Linked DNA regions of Mus musculus: region 2 is linked to region 1. The links are chromatin contacts, called in public Hi-C maps. All regions are on one chromosome and are shown on one strand. The core of a region is the stretch at or near the end of the contact, and the rest is flanking DNA. Distances in the headings are between cores, read along the strand shown. Region 1 has its middle 110 kb from the start of Diras2. Region 2 overlaps Diras2 (DIRAS family, GTP-binding RAS-like 2).

Region 1 (7,047 bases), core at 2,091-4,590:
CACACACACTCACATACACACAAAACTCACACACTCACATACACATATACATACACACACCACAAACATACATACATACATATATTCATACACATACAGTATACACACACATAACTCTTCCTCTTTCTTGCTCTCTCTCTCTCTCTCTCTCTCTCTCTCTCTCTCTCTCTCTCTCCTTCTCTCTCCTCTCTGTTTCTTATATACATACATACACATAATCATATTCCTGTTTCTGGATTTATTTTTTCTGTTTATGAAAATGGTGTCCCTTACTTTCCTTCCTGAAAGGTCAGCCATTAGAACATGCTAAGAATTGAACTCTTTCTTACTATTCAGTAGTTGATGTGATGAATTCCATTCTAACATCAAATGCATTGATTGTGCCATAACTGGATACGTTGGTTAGTTTTGTCAAATTTATTTTATTTTCATTTATGTGTTTATGCATACATCTATCATGTTTATGTGTATTTATGGAGATCAGAAGAGGATACTGGATCCCCTGCCGTTGGAGTCAAAGGCAGTTGTGAGTTGTAGCTGACGTGACTGTTAGACTCTAAACTTCAGTCCTCCATAAGAGCAGCAAGCACTCTTAAACTGCTGAGCTATCTCTCCAGCGCTGTGTTGATTAGTTTTAACTGTCAACTTGACACAACCTAGAATCACCTATGATTAGAATCGTAATGGGGACTTATCCGATCAAGTTGGCTTGTGGGCGTGTTTGTGGAGGGTTGTTTCAATTGTTACTTGACATAGGAAGACCTTGCCACTATGGGTGGCACCATTCCCTAGGCAGAGTTCCTGAACAGTGTAAGAGAGGAGAAAGATATCTGAGAGCAAGAAAACAACGATACATATATTTTTCTCTTTGCTCTCAGCTATGGATGTGATGTGACTGACTGTTTAAGTCCTTCCTCACCTTTCCCAAAATGATGGACTGTAAATTGGAAGTGTAAACCAAATAAACCCTTCCTCTCCTGTGTGGTTTTTTATTTGTTTGTTTGTTTTGTTTGTTGGTTGGTTGGTTTTGGTTTTTTGTTTTGTTTTTGTTTTTGTTTTGTTTTTTTGGTCAGGGTATTTATCATGGAATCAAAACTGAAAGCAGGGCAATGGGTATGAAAGCAGATGACACAAAATTCCTGCCATTCACTGAGGACAACATGGTAGGCATGGATCAGCTACTTAGGTCCCTATGGACAGAGCAAGCATTGCCATAGCAACAGGACAGTGGAATCAACTGTTTGCTGTCACTGAAGAAGGCAAGTATCTATTATTTCATGTTCATCTCTAGAGGTAGAAGGAGTTTTCCAAACAACTAAAGAGAGAGGGAATGGTGTTTAGGCAAAGGAAGTCTGTGAAAATCACTTCTTATTGGCTCTGGGTCACAGGCATGGGAAGAAGAATGGGTTACAGGCACACACCAGAGATAAATAATAGGATTGGCTGGGCAGTGAGGTATTACCTATGGGAAGACAGAAGTAAAAAATTGTGTCAGTTACAAACTTATCCTTTAAAATATTTACTCCATTGATTAAAATGTATTATTTTTAAGAACTGAAGTGTATCCACCAGTCTACCCTTGCAAAGCTGTCATGTTTTATCTCTTTTTAAATTTAATCAGTGTAGTGATGATTGCAGTGTAATAGATAAGTCAAAAAGAGAAGCTGTGATTTCAGGGCTACTGAAGCATCATGAGTAAGAAATACAAGCACTGGGACTCAGCCTGCAGAATTGCTAGAGATCCAGCAAGAAATTGTTGGACCTGGGTGGAGACTGGACAGGGAGGAAAGAGAGGGAGGAAGGGAGGGAAGAAGAGAGGAAGAGAGGGAGGGTGGGCCTAAGGGAGGGAGAGACAGAGGGACTGAAGGACAGAGGAGGTGATGCTAGGATACCCGTCAAAACAGTGAGAGTAGTGAGCCCTGACACCATCCACCTTATCTTTTTGAGACAGGCATGCAAGTTGCCAATTTGGCTAGGATTGCAAGTCAATGAGCTCCTGGGATCTGCCTCCTTTCCCTCAGCATAGAGATGGCAGGCATGTGCCACAATGCCTGTTTTTTGTCTGTGGATTCTGGCAATCAAGCTCAGCTCTTTGTGTTTACAAAGTGGGTGCTTTAAACACCGAACCATCCATGGATTCCAAGCCATCTCCTTGCTGCCAAATTTGCCCCTCTGCATTCTGTGCCCTAGGAGGCAGTTAGAATTTGTAAGGCTATCTGATTGACGAATGACTTTCTGTAATAATTCTCAATTGGCTTTCTATCATTCCTCTAACTCCTGCTGACCTGCAAAAGATCCAGGGTCAATCTTGAGAAAAAACAAGGATCAAGGCCTCTCGTTTTCTAATGTCGAACTATGTAATAAAGCTATAGAAATTAAAACTGCATGGTACGAATGCAGACCTGCAGGCCAGTGTTACATGTTAAGAAGTCCAGACATCAATGTGTATGTCAGCTGATCTTCAATGAGGGTTTTAAGAACACATGTTTGGGAAGGGTAGAGTCCTTTACTTATTTTTAATTTTTTAGTGCATTTTTATTTATCTGTATGTGCATCTGACTAGGCACACATGGGCACGCATGTCATGGCATGTGCATGGGAACAACTTGCAGGAGTTGGTTCTCTCCTTTTACCATCTGTGCTCCAGAAATCAAACTCAACTTTCCAGGCTTAGCCGCACACCCCTCTACCTACTGATCCATCTCACCAGCCATTTCATTACATGGTGTAGGAGGAATCTTGGGCTTACATGGCTAAAGAATGAAGTTGGACCCTCACTCCCTACCAAGAGCAAATATCAACTTCAGCTAAATGAAGGATAATACACATAAAACTTAAGACTATAGAACTAGAAGAAAGCATTGGGGAAAGGGCTTTGCATTGGTCTGAACCACAAGTTATTATCTACTCCTAAGCTCTGGCCCCAGGCTTCTATCTCCACAACTGTTTCCGGTTCCCTTGCAGCTACATTTCAGTTCCAGCCCAGAGGCCTCCTGACTTTTTCTTAGAAATGCTAATCAGAATTTAGCCTCCAGAAATGTTAATCAGAATCTAGCCACCAGATGAACATAGGAATAAGTCAGAACCCTTGTGTCACCAGTGAGGATGTGGCATGTAGCATCCATAGTACAAGCAGCTGTGCTGCTGGTCAGGATGTCACATGATGTAGCAACCCCATCCCCCTGCCCCCTCCTGCAAGCAGTGATGCTTGAGGCTGGCTTCCTGTGAATTTCTCTGACATTTCTCTTACAAGCCAAGCTTCTAATCACATTGTCTTAATATATGACAGCTGCTTGGAAGCCCATTTCCAATTAAAATGTCCTTTGCAATTCACTGGATTGGGCAGCAGTCTTAAGCCCTTGGTTATCTGATGTCCTGGAAACGTAGCTGCAGGGCCAGATGGTTCAGAGCTTAGATTGCCATGGATTTATTCCCCAGGAAATAAATACCTTGGAAGATGATCGCTTTGAGCTACTCTTTATTTCAAACTTTATTTTTAGACAGTTGATCTTTCTCATAAAAACAGGTTCCACAAGGATATTCTGGGTGGAAATCACAGAGGTAGCTCTGGAGCCTTAGCTGTGAGCCCAGGGGGAGAAGTCACATGCATTGAAATGATTCCCCTGTGATCCAAATGCTGGCTAAGATGTCCCCTGTGCCTGATGTCTGCATGTGACCCCTACTCATTCCTACGTGAGGCTAACGACTAAGGTGTTTGAGCATCAACCCTTTTCTGTGTTTAAGAGAATAGCCTGTGCTGTTCTTGCTATTATACCAATAGTTATCATCAGACCTTTATTGTCTGAAATTAGGTTAAAGTTACCATTCTAAATGTTAAACTAGTTTACCGAGATAAGGATCAGTTCCCTCCGTCTTCCATGGCAGGGATCTCGTGCTTTCTGTGGTTTGCCAATGTCTGTTAAACAGCCAGTGTCCTTTAAACAGGGCATATTTGCCCTCCCACTAGGGCAGCAATGAGTATCCTGGCAGTCGCAGAAAGCACGGAAGCTCTTGTGGGCCATGTAGAGACCTTTGACTGACCACAAACGAGAAAGTGGTGCCCAGCTCTGAGGTCTATTATGCTGGGATGTGTGTTGCATGTCATTGATAGATGTGCATTGTGTGCCATACCTAGATGTGCATGTGTCAAAGGAAACTGGCCTCTTGGACTGGCTGTTCCTATGCACCAACGGTACTCATTCAGCTTGTACTCTTTGTAGCACACACTAGCTGAGCCAGTTTGTGGCTATGGACATCTTGATAGCTGGCAAGACATGGACAACCATATCAGGGAGTGCTCCCTCCCATAGTAGCGATGGAAGCTGAGATAGCGACCTTTTAGATCTCTCTGAGATTTGGACCCATTACCTGGTAGCATCCCTCCCCACTCCTGCTCTCTGAAAATGCTCTGGCCATTGGAGGCTCTGCCCTTATTAATAACCTTGTGATGTCACCATGGACTTCAGGAGTGTCAACCAGAGGGACTCCCCTCAGAGACTAGTCAGTTTCTACATAGATGGGAAATAATCTGGTTTGGTGTTCTTGAGTAATTGTAAGTTGCGTGTGTGTGTGTGTGTGTGTGTGTGTGTGTGCATCTGAACACATGCATGCTGGTGCCCATGGAGATCAGAAGTCAGCATTGCATCGCCTGCTACTGGAGTTACAGGTGGTTTTGTGTGTTCTGAGAAGGAGTCTGGATCCCTGAAAGAATAGTAAGTGTTGTTCTCGGCACTTTACAATAGAATATAGAATTACAAATCTATAATTTCATATGTTGCTTATTTTTGCCTGTTCACTTACATTCAGAGCTCTTTATGCCTCATATCTCCTGTGATTTGTTCCAAACCTAAAAACCCTTTTTCTTTTGGGTCGTAATGGCTGGACCAGTGTGACAGGAATCAAGCTAGGACAATGGGAACTGTAATGGCTACATACCAAGATGTCTGTGAGTAGGAGGTACTCAGTCAACATAAAGTAACCCAGGAAGAGAGGGTGGAATTGGGACTGCCTGTCCAGAGTTCGGGTTCTGATCTGAACCATTCTTCCCGAGTCTGCACCACAGGCCGTGTACACAGACCTGATGGCTGCCAGGAAGCAAACAGGAATCTGCTTTGCAAGAGAGAACTACCTCAAGGGGTGTGCTGGTAGGGAGTCTGATGGAGGGGACCACATTAGGTATGCCATTCTGAAGCATCCAGGAATACTAAGACATAATCTAGTGTTTTACTTTAAAATAAACAGGGTTGTGTGGGGTGCCTGGAATACCTGCAAGGAGAGGAAGGGTGGATATGAAAGTCGACTGGGCAAAAGGAAGCTCACCCAGCAAAGGCAGCATGGGTACCTCAGGCACAGGCATTTCCACCTACAATCTCATGAGTGTCATGGATGCCCCAGCCATGTGCATTTCCACCTACAATCTCATGAGTGTCATGGATGCCCCAGCCATGTGCATTTCCACCTACAATCTCATGAGTGTCATGGATGCCCCAGTCATGTGCATTTCCACCTACAATCTCATGAGTGTCATGGATGCCCCAGCCATGTGCATTTCCACCTACAATCTCATGAGTGTCATGGATGCCCCAGTCATGTGCATTTCCACCTACAATCTCATGAGTGTCATGGATGCCCCAGTCATGTGCATTTCCACCTACAATCTCATGAGTGTCATGGATGCCCCAGTCATGTGCATTTCCACCTACAATCTCACGCACAGGAAGAGGGGAGGTTTATGTTCCCAGCGTAGGTTGTGGGGTTCTTTCATTGTTAACATTTCAAAATTTAAAGAAGTTTTGAGCAAGGATATGGAAAAATGATAATTTACTCCCTGCTGAAACTATGTGAATAAGGAGCTTGCTTTATGAATGTGCTTGATGGTAGGGTGGGATGGGAGCTGGAAATGTAGTGGAGATTAGAAAATGACCAATGAAATGAGTGTTCTCTTGATGAGAGAAAATAAGAGACAGCAGAGAAAAGAGGACAGCTAGGAATGAAATTCCAAAATGATACTGAGGGAAAAACTAATTTAATTGAAACAGAAAAGGAGAGGCTAACCATAGTGGAGAAGAGACAGGTAGTCTAACGCTGGGATAATTAATATCATCATAACTCAAAATCTCCACAGCAAAGCAAACCCAACTCCAGGAGAGTGAGATAGAATTTCATGGACACAGAGGGAGCCTCTGCACACAGCATGAAAGAAACCTTATTAACTAAAAACCAACACAAAAGATCAACATGGAAGAGACTAGTACTTGTGCGCCGGAAGATTGTGTGGCAGGCTGTGTGTGAGCATGACACCGTGCCTGCACAGTAATCTCCACTGCCCACCTCACTAATGTACCAGATCCATGCCACCAAGTGTAGTCTTTAAAAAGTTGTTAATACTTGTAATTTTATGTGTATGTGTGGGTGCTCAAGGGTATGTATTCACAGGCACCAAATGCACACAGGAATCCATGGAGACCAAAAGAGGGCATTGGGTGACCTGGAACTGATTATGCGTCAGAGTTTACATTCTGGGTCACAAACCCAAGTCTTACGCAAGAGTAGTGAGTGACCATAACCACTGAGCCATCTCACCGGAAAGAGAAAACATTTTCTTAGGAAAAAAATGGAGATAAGGGGGGCTCATCACATGACCGACCCTCCGATAGTGATGGGAGTGTACAGGTTGGTATGTATGAGCCCTACTCATACATACATGCAAACATACATGTGCCCTCACTCACATACTTACACACATACATATATACAAGTGTAATCTCTCCTCTCTCTTCTCTCTAACACACACACACACATACAAGTGTAATCTCTCCTCTCTCTTCTCTCTAACACACACACACACTTATTTATGCAAACAGAGGGCATCAGTGTGTGACAGTCACCAGTCATTTCCATGAACTGATCATCACCTGAATTTTCTTTAGCATTCTGTAATTTAGAAAGTTACTCAACAGTTCAATGACCTCGAAGGTCAGAGACATATCAGGTGCATGAACAAATGGGATATGCACTAAGATGTATTATTCATTGCAGTATTTCAAG
Region 2 (6,977 bases), core at 284-2,783, 100 kb after region 1:
AGAAATGTAGCTGGCCTGAGAAACACTATGCAAACCAGGCTGGCTTCAAATGCACAGAGATCTGCTTTCCTCTGCCTCCTGAGTACCAGAACTAAAGGCATCCTACACTGAGTTTGTTGTTTCCTTTAAATGTTTCCAAAATATTGACCCTTCAGAGCCCAACTGAACTATTCATGAAAGGTAAGTGAACAGTGGCTATGATTGATATTACAACATGGAAAAGGGGTGGTTTCACAGGAAATTTAAAAACACATCTATGAATTTTCCAAGTAAGCCATTCTTTGTTATATTAGAATATGGACAGAGGATCTTGTGCAGCCCAGGCTGGCCTCAAACTCAGCCTTCCAAATGCTGGGATTTTTGGAGCTAGTCCCAGAAAAGTGGTACACCACACCCACCCGACCCCACATTATACTTTCATAGATAGATAGATAGATAGATAGATAGATAGATAGATGATAGTTAGATAGACATATGCTAGTGCCACACTGCTTTGAATTTTGTAACTCTGGGGTAACTTTGTGAATGGTAGTATGAGACCTCCAAGTTTATTCTCTGTTTTTGAGGTTGTTTTGAAGCACTTAAGACCCCTCACCATCCCACATAAGTAGATAAGTTAGGTTTCATTCAACCCTTTTGCCCAGCAAAGGATTTTCACTGAGAAAGTGAGGGGGGTCCAGAGAAGAGGGGCCAATGTACAGTCTCAGAAGGATTTGGACCCTCAATATAGAAAGAACATCTACAACTGAGAAGGCAAAAGATGAGCAGACAGAGCACCAACAAGGAATCTCCACAGACATTTCTCTAAAGTGCACCCGCTTTAAAGGGTCTGACGCCAGCCATTAGACACGGAAACCCAAAGCCCAGTGAAGGATTGCTTTATACTCACTCAAGATAACTGTTCAAAACAAAATAAGATCATAGATGAGGGCCGAAGAGATGGCTCAGCACTTAAGAGTGTTTGCTGCTCTTCCAAAGAACATAAATTCAGTTCCTTGTGTCTGAGTTAGATAGCTCAAAGTAGCCTTAACATCCCCCCCAACTCCCATGGGCACACACACTCACACACACACACACACACACACACATATACTCAAACACTCACATACAGAAGAGAGAGAGAGAGAGAGAGAGAGAGAGAGAGAGAGAGAGAGAGAGATCATTTTAAAACAGGATAGTAACAAATGATGTAGAAAAGCAGGAATGCTTTCCTATGATGGCAGAGGTAAACTATGGCGCCGCCTCTTTGGAGAGAGCTAAATATAGAATTACTAGATGATTCAGCAACTCTGCTTCCCAGAACATGGGCCACCAGCAGATTGCTGGCCCTCAAGAACTCACAGCCACCATTATTCACAAGAGCTGGGAGCCCTTCAAATCCCACAGGCAAATGAAGGGATAAACAAGATGGAATATATGCAGGAGAAGGTGCATCTTTCAGCCTGGGTCGGGGTTGGGGGAAAAAATTCCAACATCACACACCAACCTAGAAGACAGTGTGAGTAAGATGAGCTAAGCTAGTTGCCAAAAGATGCTGAAGCTGAGGGGATGGCCCACTGGAGCATTCCCAACACACACTTAGAAAAAAAAAATCCAGATGTGATAGCTGACCCCCAGCACTGAGGAAATGGAAATAGAAGAGACATGGGGTTTGCTAACCAGCCAGCCTGGCCTAATTGAAGAGTTCCAGACTAGGAGACCAAGTGTCAAAACGTGAGGTATATGGTGTCTTCAGTACGTACATGCACACACGCCAACATGAAAAACATAAACACGGAGCCTAGGGGCTCATCTGTGAGGATGTAAGCCATGTTCAAAATCACAGAGGCAGAACACTGAACTGGGCTGTGGGGTTAATGGGAGCTGTTGAATGGGTGGAATTTAGGACCTGCAGGGTGGAATGGGGGTTTGTATGGGATCTGTGTGTTGGCAACATGGCTGTACTGATGTAATCAGACTCTGCACTTGGAAATGGTTAATGTGGCAGATTTTATGTTGTGAAGATTCTCCCACAGTAAGAATATAGAAGACCATATACAAAAAGGTTTTTTTTCTAATCCTTTAGCAAGAAATGTCAGTTAAGTGTTGATATTAGCCAAGCAGACACTCTTCCTCTGTTGTCTGTACTACATGGTATAAACAGCGAAGATCTAATCTGGTCTGACAGCCGCTTCCCCAATCTAATTTCTCCAGAAGACCAATGAAAATGCACACCTCTCTTGCAGCTCTAATTTTATTTTGGGTTAATGACGGTGAGGAGTGGGGACTGTTGGGCCCAGCACTTCGAGCCAAGCCAGCTCACGCTTTTAAGCATTGTAGCCACCAGCTACTAGGAGCTAGCACATCTGGGCTTTGTCAAACCAGGCAGTACTGGATTTGAAGGCTTTTGATTTGGACAGCTCACACATGATTCTGACCTTGATCACATGTTAAAATGATAACCCTCCATCCTTATTTTTATACCTATATTATTTAAACCAATATCACCTCTGTGTTTTTAAATATTTATTTATTTATTGTGCATGCTGAGGGAGAGAGCTGTGGTGCTCATGTGGGGATTGGAAGACAACTTTTGGGAGTCAGTTCTCTCCTTCACTCTCTGGGCCCTTGGGATGGGACTTAGGTCATCGGGTTTGGCAGGAAGTATCTTTAATCTCTGAGCCATCTTGCTTACTCCTGTCTTTTAAATCGTTTAAATGTGGTTACAGAAAGAATGTGGTAGCTTACATCTGTGATTCTGGTACTAAGTGGGTAAAGGTAGGACATTCAGGAGTTCAAAGCCAATCTGTGTTGTACTATCTGTCTCAAGAAAATGAAATAGACAAAAAATACATGTATAAATCCTCTGCAGGGCTGGCACAAGGCATCTATAGATCCCCATTGTTCTCTCAAGCAACTTGAAGAGCAAAATGCCCCCATGGATTCTCAAGTTTGTAAGCATGGGTAAGGGAGACTGTGCAGTTGAGAATCCTCCTCCCCAGTTTCTTGTTAGGACACCATTCCGCCTTGTGTAAGAACACTGGCAGAGAAGGTCCTTGGAGCTTGCAGGAGGAAAGAAAAAGGAAGAAAAGGAGGAAAAGAAGGGAGGAAGGAAAGAGAAAGAGAGATGGGGGATATAATGAACAAACATCTCCCTTCTGGTTCAATGAGATTGCTCAGCAGATAAACATTACCACTGTCAAGTACTAAGAGCCGAGTTTCATTCCTTAACCCTACATGGTAGGGGAGAGCCAACACCCCAAAAATAGTGCTTTGACTTGTGCATGCACAAGAGTGCAAACACAATAAATAAGTAGACGGTTTACAATAAATAAACTGATAACCACAATGACAGATTTAACTCTATTGGCACAATTACAAACTTGAAAATCCAATTGTTAGAAAACACTTCCAAATGGAAGGTTTCCATCAGTGTGGGGCCACACGGTTAAGATATGTCAAGGCAATGTGTCCCGTTCCATTTGAAGAACTTGCAGTATGACTGGGTAAGTGAGATGTTTGAGCAATGTTCCAAGAGAGAACACTCATCCTATGGGGGGGATGGGAGCTGTCCAGCACAGGGCAGCAGACACAGACATTGGCACTACAGGCTCTGGATACAAGGAGGAGCCCTCCCATGGTTATAGCACACAAGGTCAGTGTGTGGCTTGAATGAAAATGCCCCCCTCCCCCATAGGCCCATTGGGAGCAGCAGAATTAGGGGGGTATGACCTTGTTGGAGTGGGTGTGGCCTTGTTGGAGGAAGTGGTCACTGGAGGCGGGCTTTGAGTCTTAGATGCTCAAGCCACGCCTAGTATGGCAACCTCTTCCTGCTTCTTGCGGGATCCAGAGGTAGAATTCTCAGCTCCTCTCCAGCACCATGTCGTCGTCCCCCCACACACACACCTCCTGCCCTGTGATGACAATGGACTAAACCTCTGAACTGTCATAAGCCAGCCCCAGTGAAATGTTTTCCTTTATAGGAGTCTCTGTGACCTCGGCGTCTCTTCACAGTGATAAAACCCTAACTAAGACAGACAGCAAAGTCACAAACAGGAACAGACAGGTCTTATGGAAACTTGGGGGAGTGGGCCAGCCATCAGGTCTTAACGTGAACAGAATGGGAAACCACCAGGTTAACACAGGGAAGCCATAGTGGTCCACTTAAACTGAAACAACCAGCTTGAAGACCCTGCAGGTGCAGGGCAAGCCTGGAGCCAGACCCGCACCCCCATCTCCACCCCCCACCCCCCACCCGCCATAAGATGCCAGCAATCCCAATCCATTCTTAGAACAGCTCTGCCAGGTTGGGGAAGGAAAGAGAAGAGCTCTGTGTGCTTGTCCAGAGCTGTGTGTCTGCCCTGGTTGCTCACAGCTACTCCACCAACACATAGGTTCCCTTGACTTTAATGTCACCCCTATACCAACAGCCACAGACCTCACGACCTGTGTCCAGGACCTTTCCCCTAGGCGGCAGAGGCGTGGATGGCTTCCTTGACTCCTCCCCGAGCAAAGCCGAGCTTCCCACACAGCCACTCCCGACTCCCCTGCAGCATCCTCTACCACTCAGCTCCTTTCAACAGGATCCTCCCAGTTCCCTGCTACGAGCAACCTGGAGTCTTCCTTATACCCAGATGCCCACAAGCCTCCCATCTACCCCATTAGCAACACCTTCAGGAGATACTCAGACACACCCACAGGTCACTCTCCACTGCTGCTACTGGCTCTGTGAGCACTCAGATCTGGTACCAGGCATTCAGAAGGTGTTACCCAGATGGCCAGTGTCATGTGGCTCTTGGGCTCCAGAACATTCATTATGCTACACTCTTTAACCAACCCCTGTGGTGTCGTCTTGAAAGTACAAGCTGATGATTTGCCTTACACGACACACACATACACACACACCACACACAGGTACACACTATATACACAACACACACACATACACTACACATATACACCACACACACATACATACCACACACACCCACACCACACATACACAACACATATACATCACACACACAGATACACACACACTATGCACACCGCACACACACACACACACACACACACACACACTACACATATACACCACTCACACATACACTACACATATACACCACACACACATACACACACACTATGTACACCACACACACCCATTTTCTACCATTGTGCTCCTAGTTTACTTCTTCCCAGCCACACAAGCTTCCACTGCCCCCTTGATAACACCAAGCATACTCCTGCCTCAGGAATCTCCTACTGGCTGTTCCCTCTACTCAGACTGCTCTTTCTCTAGACTTCCACGGGCCTCACATCCTGGTCGGTTACAGGCTTGTGCTCATGGATCAGCTTTCTCAGTGAGGATGTCTCTGGTCCAGCTGCCTCATTTTACAGCCCAGTCTTACCCCTGATGGCCTTTGGCCTTCTCTTTCTCATCTCTGGAGCACACATGCCTTCCTGGCCTCCTGCACAGTTCCCCTGTTTTGAAGTTTGATTATACCCATGCTTTATAAAAGCTGTTCATGGGCTTTTTATCTGCTCTATTCATTGCTACTGCTGGGTCCCCAAGGGGTGAGAATTGCCATCCCACAGAAAGTGTGTACAAACAGTCTGTTTGGGGCATGAAAGGATCTACACTCTGCTTCTAAAGAACAAGCTGAGAAGGGTGGATTAATCAGCTGGCTGTGGGCAACAATCCCTGGGCACAGAACTCTGCCCTAGTCCCCATGGTCCCTGCTCTGGCACCTTTCATGAATCTGTGGTAGTGACAGGTGTTTTAGTGAACTGGGTGCCCCACCCCCAGCCCCTTTAATACCTCTTTTTAAAAAATTATTTGTATGTCTGAGCACATGAGTAATGGTACCTTTGGAGGCCAGAAGGGAATGTTAGAGTCCCCTAGAACTGGAGTTATGGGCAGTTGTGAATTGCTCGTGTCAGTGCTGGGAAACACGCTGGGGTCATCTGTAAGAACAGTGCATGCTTTTAATTGCAGAGCCATCTCTCCAGCCCCATGAGTGAGTCCTGGGTGATCCCTGAGCTACAATAGCAGGGGACTATGTCATTACCACCATAGCAAGACAACAGAGCTAGTCCCCTGGCCCACGAATGGCTCTCTGTTGAAAGATCACTGTCTAATCTCGTTCAAGGCCAGATGTTTTGCACAGGAAGGTAGTGGGAGCCTTTTTGATGCTATAGGGAGAACACTGTCAGCAGCAAGAGAAGGCCCAACCAACATCTCAGGAATAGCCAAAGAGATCCTGACCACTCTACAGAGGGACAAAGAAGGTCTGAAGCAAGGGAGGTGCAGAGTGAAGACAGAAAACAGTGGGGCATCGGCAGCAGCTAGTGCTGTGCAGAGGTCAAGAACAACTAGTGATTGATGGGCAGAGGTGAAGTTAAGTCGTTAAGCGGATGCTGTGCAGGCCTGAGGAAACGGAGCCTTAGCCCTGGAATCCACACACGTATGCAGCGTGATGGTATTGTGGGGAATTCTTGTAATTGCATCCCTGGGGAGATAGATCCCTGGGGCTCACAGGCCAGCCAGCCTCACTGAATCAACAGACCCAGGTTGAATGGGAGACCCTGTCTCCTAGAACAAAGCATATAACTCCTGAGGAATGACACCTGAACTTGACTGCCGACTGTCACGTGCATGCCCGCCAGCACAGACACGAACATGCATTCACAGCTACTCTCTACTCGCACACACTCAGCAAGAGTCTGAGGGTGTTGTCAGTGGCCACATCACCGGATGAAGGAAGACTGTGTATTCCCAGCAGCAGTGACTTGCTGCCTAATGAAAACGGGGTGCTTCAGCTCGAGTTCACCTGAGCGTAAATGCACGAGGAGGAGGAGAAAGAAGACACAGGACCAGAAAAAACGAGGTCAGCTTTGAACAAGACAAGTCATCTGTGGAGAAGCACTGTCTACCATACAAGATACTAGTTGCAGAAGCTTCAGTCATGTAATGTTATACCCAGGCACTGTCCAGA

The links. Hi-C and Micro-C count contacts between places; a contact is called where the count stands out from the background.
Region 2: a Hi-C map of the N1E-115 cell line shows a contact between it and region 1, with 2.1 times the contacts expected there. The contact joins two enhancer-like sites. A contact is called at or near these places in 2 of 39 promoter capture datasets (embryonic stem cells and hippocampal neurons), 2 of 484 Hi-C or Micro-C datasets (the N1E-115 cell line and embryonic fibroblasts) and 1 of 9 other capture datasets (embryonic stem cells).

Annotation. Positions count from the first base shown.
Region 1 is chr13:52,413,256-52,420,302 of GRCm38.p6, forward strand. No RefSeq gene overlaps it. Among named protein-coding and RNA genes, the nearest start is that of Diras2, 110 kb to the right of the region's middle. Within about 2 kb of position 3,341, at least 3 of the 459 cell types and tissues checked have an H3K27ac peak or open chromatin away from gene starts, as enhancers often do. A contact at or near this core is called in the N1E-115 cell line, where this site is marked.
Region 2 is chr13:52,514,963-52,521,939 of GRCm38.p6, forward strand. All of the region lies in intron 1 of Diras2 (DIRAS family, GTP-binding RAS-like 2), which reads right to left. Among named protein-coding and RNA genes, the nearest start is that of Diras2, 12 kb to the right of the region's middle. Within about 2 kb of position 1,534, at least 6 of the 459 cell types and tissues checked have an H3K27ac peak or open chromatin away from gene starts, as enhancers often do. A contact at or near this core is called in the N1E-115 cell line, where this site is marked.